2 separate regions of the Callithrix jacchus genome follow, and region 1 is linked to region 2. The links are chromatin contacts, called in public Hi-C maps. All regions are on one chromosome and are shown on one strand. Each heading gives the region's core, a stretch centred on a gene start, on an enhancer-like site or on the middle of the called end of the contact. The rest is flanking DNA. Distances are from core to core; before and after follow the strand shown. Region 1 has its middle 26 kb from the start of ENPP7. Region 2 holds the start of RBFOX3 (RNA binding fox-1 homolog 3).

What was found. A called contact is a pair of places that touch in the nucleus more often than the background predicts.
Region 1: a Hi-C map of skeletal muscle shows a contact between it and region 2, with 4 times the contacts expected there. The contact joins the enhancer-like site here to the promoter of RBFOX3 in region 2. A contact is called at or near these places in 2 of 3 Hi-C or Micro-C datasets (induced pluripotent stem cells and skeletal muscle).

The regions. Positions count from the first base shown.
Region 1 is chr5:135,441,657-135,444,446 of calJac240_pri, forward strand. No RefSeq gene overlaps it. Among named protein-coding and RNA genes, the nearest start is that of ENPP7, 26 kb to the right of the region's middle. Within about 2 kb of position 1,290, at least 2 of the 16 cell types and tissues checked have an H3K27ac peak or open chromatin away from gene starts, as enhancers often do.
Region 2 is chr5:135,336,679-135,339,769 of calJac240_pri, forward strand. It overlaps RBFOX3 (RNA binding fox-1 homolog 3), which reads right to left and starts at 1,437. Exons shown (of 14, transcript XM_078374843.1): 1 at 1,153-1,437.

The DNA of each region.
Region 1 (2,790 bases), core at 40-2,539, 100 kb after region 2:
GATGGTCCCCACCTTGCAGGCAGCATCCTGGCTCCCGAAGGTGGCTGCAGTAGGTGGGGCGGGAGGGGCCTCCTGAGCCCTCAGCGGGCTCCTTGGAGGGTGATCTGGACTACAGTCTAGACCCTGGCACCCCACCTGCACTTCCCGTGACACCCCACGCTCCCACCCTGCGCCAGCTCCTCTGACTCAAGGAAATGGACGGACCCCCTTTGAAGAGCCGTTCCTGAGCCTGGGGAGCGTGACTTCAGAGCCTGTCTGAAAACACCAACCACCAAAGAAACTTACATTGTGCTCCACAGAATGCTGCCGATGGGAAAGGGCTGCTGCACGTTTCTCTTTGGAATTGGCTTTTTGTTCAGAAATTTTTTGATTAGTATCATCAACATTAGAACTCAGCATGAGACATCCTCCTGGCACCCTCACCCCCCGGGATACACCCGAGGCACCCCGCCCCTCAGAGGTTAAGAACGGGGCCAGGGAGGTGCTCTCCATGCCTTGGCCAGACATAGCACCCTCCTGCAGGCTCCTGCAAGCCCTGGGGCTGGGCATTTCCCATGCCGTCCCACCCCACCCACCCACCTTCCATCCAGGAAAGAGTGTAACTTGCCTGGGCTCAGCATCCCCTCCTTTGAGACAGAGCCTGGCCCTGTCCTGGGTGCCCCTGGTCCCACAATCCCTCCTCACTCCCATTGACGTCACCTGGTCTGGGGGATGAACCTACAGCACAGACATGTGACTGAGCATCTTCCTGTCCTGGGGCCTCTTGGCGTCAGGCCCTAGGAAGCCCCTCCACAGAGCTGCAGCCCGCCACCCCATCCACTTGCAAAGCCCCTCATCTGTAGTGGCGGCTTTGTTCCCAGGATGCACCCCACGCCCTGCTCAGGCATGGCCCCAGACCCTCAAGAGCCCCCAAAACATGAGACCACCGGCCACCTGCCAGCTGCCAGGAGGGGCTTCAGGACCCCAGATGAGCATGGCTGAGCATGCCCCAGGGACAGAAGACCCAGCGCGACAGAATCCAGCCTGAGCCACAGCCACCCACGCAGCCTCATCGTGGTTCAGCGCAGGACGAGGTGGATGAGAAAAGTCCCACCAGGGGCTGGAGCAGATGGGGCGAACTCCGGACCCCTGCCCCGCCACCATCTGTCCTGCCAGTCGGTCTGTCTACCCAGGCAGCCCATCCTCCCGGGCACCATCTGCCTGGCTGTACTAGGCCCTCCTCCTGGCTCTTCCAGGGCCCTCGGGAAGAGACAGAGCCGGAGCCAGGACCCAGAACTCCACTGCCTTGGGCCTGCCCCATCTGGCACCTCCAGGAGAAGAGGGCAGAAGGAGTTTGTCCAGGGCAGGGGCACTCCAGGGCAGCCGAAGGCCCTTGCCAGCTGTCTCACCACGAGATGGGCAGAGGGAGGGGAGAGGAGGAAGGGGAGGGGCTACAGGAAGACAAGGGCCCCTCCCCTCCTCCTCCCCTGCCCCTGTGGCCCCGGGTGGGAGGGGGATGCCGGTCAGGAGCATCCCGGCCGGTCCAGACCTCTGCTCCCCGCAGCTTCTCCTCCCTGGCGGGCAGCCCTTCTGGGCTCCTGAGGTGCCGTGCAGCCCCATCCCCAGCCCTGGGACCCCCAGTGCCTGAGAAGAGGAATTCTTCCATGGAGGGTCCAGTGCAGGCAGGGGGGTGGGTGGTGCTGGCCCTCAGGATGCCAGGTTCCCAAGACATAGGGACACGGGATGCCCCGGCTCTGCCTCCAAGGTCCAGCAGCCCCAGATCCCCCTGCTCAGAAGCCAGCGGTGGGAGGGCAGGGCAGGGCCTACCAGTGGGACCAACCTTGGGCGCAGCAATCACCGGACCCTGGGCAGACAGCAGCACAGCCTGTGAGTCCAGGGCCGGGCAAGTCGGCAAGTGCACCCCCAGGGGTGGAATGAGAGGCGCTCCTGTGGATGACGCCGGCAGCCCCCGCCCCTCACTCCACCTCCAGTCCTGAGGAGACACACGGGTCCCCCTGGCTTATGAAATGACCCTAGCCTATTGCCCGCTCTGGGTCCTCCTCACTCTGTGGCCTGCAGGGTCAGGAGCGTGACTTTGGTGTCAGGAGAGGGCCTTCAGGGAGAAGTGGGGTTCATTGTAAATTACACCCCATGAACCCGGCTGTCAGGTGAGGGCTGGGCTGGGGTCCACCCTGCTCCCTGCTGGAGAAGAACTCCTCTTCTCATGCACTGGGGGTCCCAGGGCTGGGGAAGGGGCTGCACAGCACCTCAGGAGCCCAGAAGGGCTGCCTGCCAGGGAGGATCAGCCCCAAGAGGTGCCTGGGCAGGTCCTCATGGCAGGCCGGGAGGACACTCCCTGGGCACATTCCACCCCCTCTCTATGGTCCCACAGCCTCTACCCAGGAGAGCACCTGCAGGGAAGATGCCAAGGGGCTGGAAAGCAGGAGCCCCGGCTGAGGCTGTGACCCCAACTCTGCTCCCCAGCACGTCTCAGGACCAGCCAAGACCCAAGGACAGGTGGACAATCAGGGCCAGGTGTCCACCCCCTCCCCCCCCACCCCCATCATGGCCCTCCTGTGGGACCCTTAGGAAGAGCATCTTCCGTTGACCGAGGACGGAGGACGCCCCCCTGCTGACACTCATTCCCCATGCACCCCGGAGCCTATGAGTCCCCTCCCCACCTCCACTGCACTGGGCCAGCCCGGTGCCCACGTGCCCTGGGAGCCATGGATAATCACACAAACATACATTTTCCTTGTAGGAGCTGGCAGGTGACAACCAGTGTCTACTTTCCTGCGTTAAAACACCCCA
Region 2 (3,091 bases), core at 187-2,686:
ATCTCACCCCCACCCCACGTGAGACTAGGGATCCCAGGGCCCTTTGGGGACCCAACGGGTTCCCGAAGCCCCTCCACTCGGGGCGCCGCGCCTAGATCCCCGCGCCGACACTGCAGGGCTGCGCGCCACGGAAGGCTCCGCGCCCGGGGGAGGGAGGCTGCCACGCGCAGCTCCAAAATGACCACCGGCTTCCCGCCCCCCCCCCCCACCCCACAGGAGACCACCCTCCTGAGGGGACGAGCCCCAGACGCCCCTGGTAAGCCCTGACACCGACCGGGGCCACCGGGGCAGAAAGTTTGGGCCAGGGGCGTGCCCGGTTTCCCAAGCCTGACCAGCGGCTCGAGCCCCTGGGGGCTGCCAAGGCTTCGGAGAGGCAGCCTCCTCTCCCGCTGGAGCCTTCCTAACGCGCTAGCTCGGAGACTCGGCCGGGAGCGCCCCCAGCCCGCCCCCTGGAGGGCCCTGCGCGCCGCTCGCTCACCCCTAGCCGCTCGGCCCACGCGCATGCTGCTGCGCCGCGGGCCCAGCTCCTATCTAGGGAGCTGTGGCAGCCCCTTCCTCCCCACAACTCCTTTGGGTCATCAACCTCTCAGCGATCCTCCTTCCAGAGGACCCGGCAGGGCTCTCTCGGGGCCTGGGGACCGCTACAGAAGCACGTTGCACCACCGCCGGGTCGCCAGCCCCTCTCCCACCCGCTCGGGCTCCGGCTGCCTCCCCGGACGCGCCCCGCGGAGCCGGGATCTCCGCGCGCCTCGGCCTCCCCCCGCCAGGGAGTTCCCCGCGCCGGGCATTGTGCCGCCGCCACCACCGCCACCGCCACCGCCACGCAGCGCGCGCGGGACTCCCCGGCGTCTCCATGGAGCCCGACCCCCGGGCCTTCCCGTTCACAAAATCTCCCCTCTGGGCTACGGCGGGACAGAGCGTCCGGACCCCAGCCCCGCAGGGACCCAGGGACCGGACCCCACGCAGGGACCCCTAACCCCGAGGGCGCCACCCCTCCCCACGCGCCCTCAGGTCAGCCCCGGCAGCGCTCCGCGTTCCGCCTCCCGCCGCAGGGTCCCGTGCGCCCCTCCCGACAGTGACCCCCTCCCCCAGCTCAGCCCGCCGGTAATGACCGCCACAGGGCTAGGCGGGCGACGAGGGCCGACTACTCACGGGCTCAGCGCTCCCCGCGGCAGGTGACGGGGGGCCGGCGGCCATGCCCCGGCTGCATCCCGGCCGCTGGCTGAGCGGGCAGCGGAGTCCCGGGGCCGCACAGGCACCCGCGAGCCGGCGGCAAGGGGCGCGCGAGGCCGGGCTCTGGCGGCCGCGGTGGCAGCTGCTTCTCCTCCGACCACGCAAGCTGCTGAGGCCCGGCTGGGGCCGCTGTCCTAGGAGGTTCTGCTAGCTCCGGAGCAGCCCCGCGCTCGCTCTTCCCTCGCCGCCTCCCTTCTCTTCTCCTCTCTCTTTCTCCCCCCCTCTCCCTCCTCTCTCCGCCCTCCTCTCTCTCTCTCTCTCTCCTCTCTCTCTCTCTCTCTCTCTCTCTCTCTCTCTCTCTCCCTCTCTCTCTCTCTCTCTCTCTCTCTCTCTCTCTCTCTCTCTCTCTCTCTCTCTCTCTCTCTCTCTCTCTCTCTCTCTCTCTCTCTCTCTCTCTCCTCTCTCTCTCTCTCTCTCTCTCTCTCTCTCTCTCTCTCTCTCTCTCTCTCTCTCTCTCTCTCTCTCTCTCTCTCTCTCTCGTTCCTCTGGCTCGCTCGGCTGGAGCGAGGCGGCAGCAGGAGCACGCGGCGGCGGCGGCGGCGGCGGCGGCGGCGGCGGCGGCGGCGGCGGCGGCTCCGGCGGAGCGCGCAGCGCGCTGCCAAGGGAGGGGGCTCCGGAGACCGCGAGGCCAGGGAGGGCAGGGAGCGGGGAGAGACATGGCCGGGTGGGCTTAGGCCGTCGGCACTCTGCAGCCTTCAGCACCATCCCTCGGGGCAGGAGCTTGGAAGAGGTGGGTACACAGCGAGGATCTCAGAACCCAGTGGTGCCCTGGCCCCCTCAAGGGCAGCTCCGAGCCTGCAGCTTCTTTCCACCTCCAGATTATCTTGGGGGCTGTCCAGCCCGGGTGACCCCTACCAGGACCCCTACCCTGGTGACTCACTGTCCCTAAGGGCCATTTTTCTGTCCCAGGCCCAGGGATCCCCAGCAATGGGACGTGGTCACTGAGCATCAGGGGCCAATGCCACCCCACCCCGCATGCCATGCCATGCCTTCGAGTGGCCCGCATGCCCCATACCCCTTACCAAGCCCAGGTGCCCTGACTTCTGGGGGATCACCGGAGAGGATGCGATAGGGCCCACTCCAGATTGTTAGTCCAGACTGGCCAACCAAACTTCCAACTGTCCACCTGCTCGTGGCTAGAGAGGAAAGGCTGTGGGGGTCAGCTCAGGATTTGCTAAAATCAGATCAGGCAGCTCCTGTCCCCAGTCCCAGCCTTCCCCAGCCTCTCGGGTAAGGGGCCTGGTGTGGGGTCTGGGAAGGTCTCTATCCTTGGTGCAGCGAGAGCAGGAGAGCAGAGGCTGAGAACACGGTGGAGTGGGGACCCTCTGGACAGGCAGGAGAGATCTACCGCTGGGGTCAGCCCACCACTGGCACACTGCACCAGAGGTGGGAGAGGTGGGCAAGAAGGCCCAAACAGGTTTGTGCAGGCCTGAGCAATCGTTTCCAAAACAAAAGACATTCCGGTGCAGCACCCGGGCTGGAGGAACTGGCCTGCACCCTCAAAGGACATTTCCAATCTAAACCCATCCCCGGGTTGCTTTTGCTCCTGAAGGCTGCTCCTGGAACAATTAGCCTCCTCCTTGCACCTGACTGTCCTGCTTTTCCGTGTGAGGCAAAAAGCATGTCATGGAATCTCGGGTTTGGTAGGGGTCTGGAAGACCTGGAGGCTGGTAAGGGTGGGGCATGGACTTGGAGCTTCTCCGTGCTAGGGGCTCTGGGCTGCTGGCTGCCCGCCCTGCAGGGCAGCAGAGATGGTGGCCAAGACAGTGGCTGCTGCCCTCTTACGATCTTCATGTTTTGAATTTGTGGCCCTCTAGCCTGTCTGTGTCACTGATCTGTCTTGGCTGGTGGGAATCGT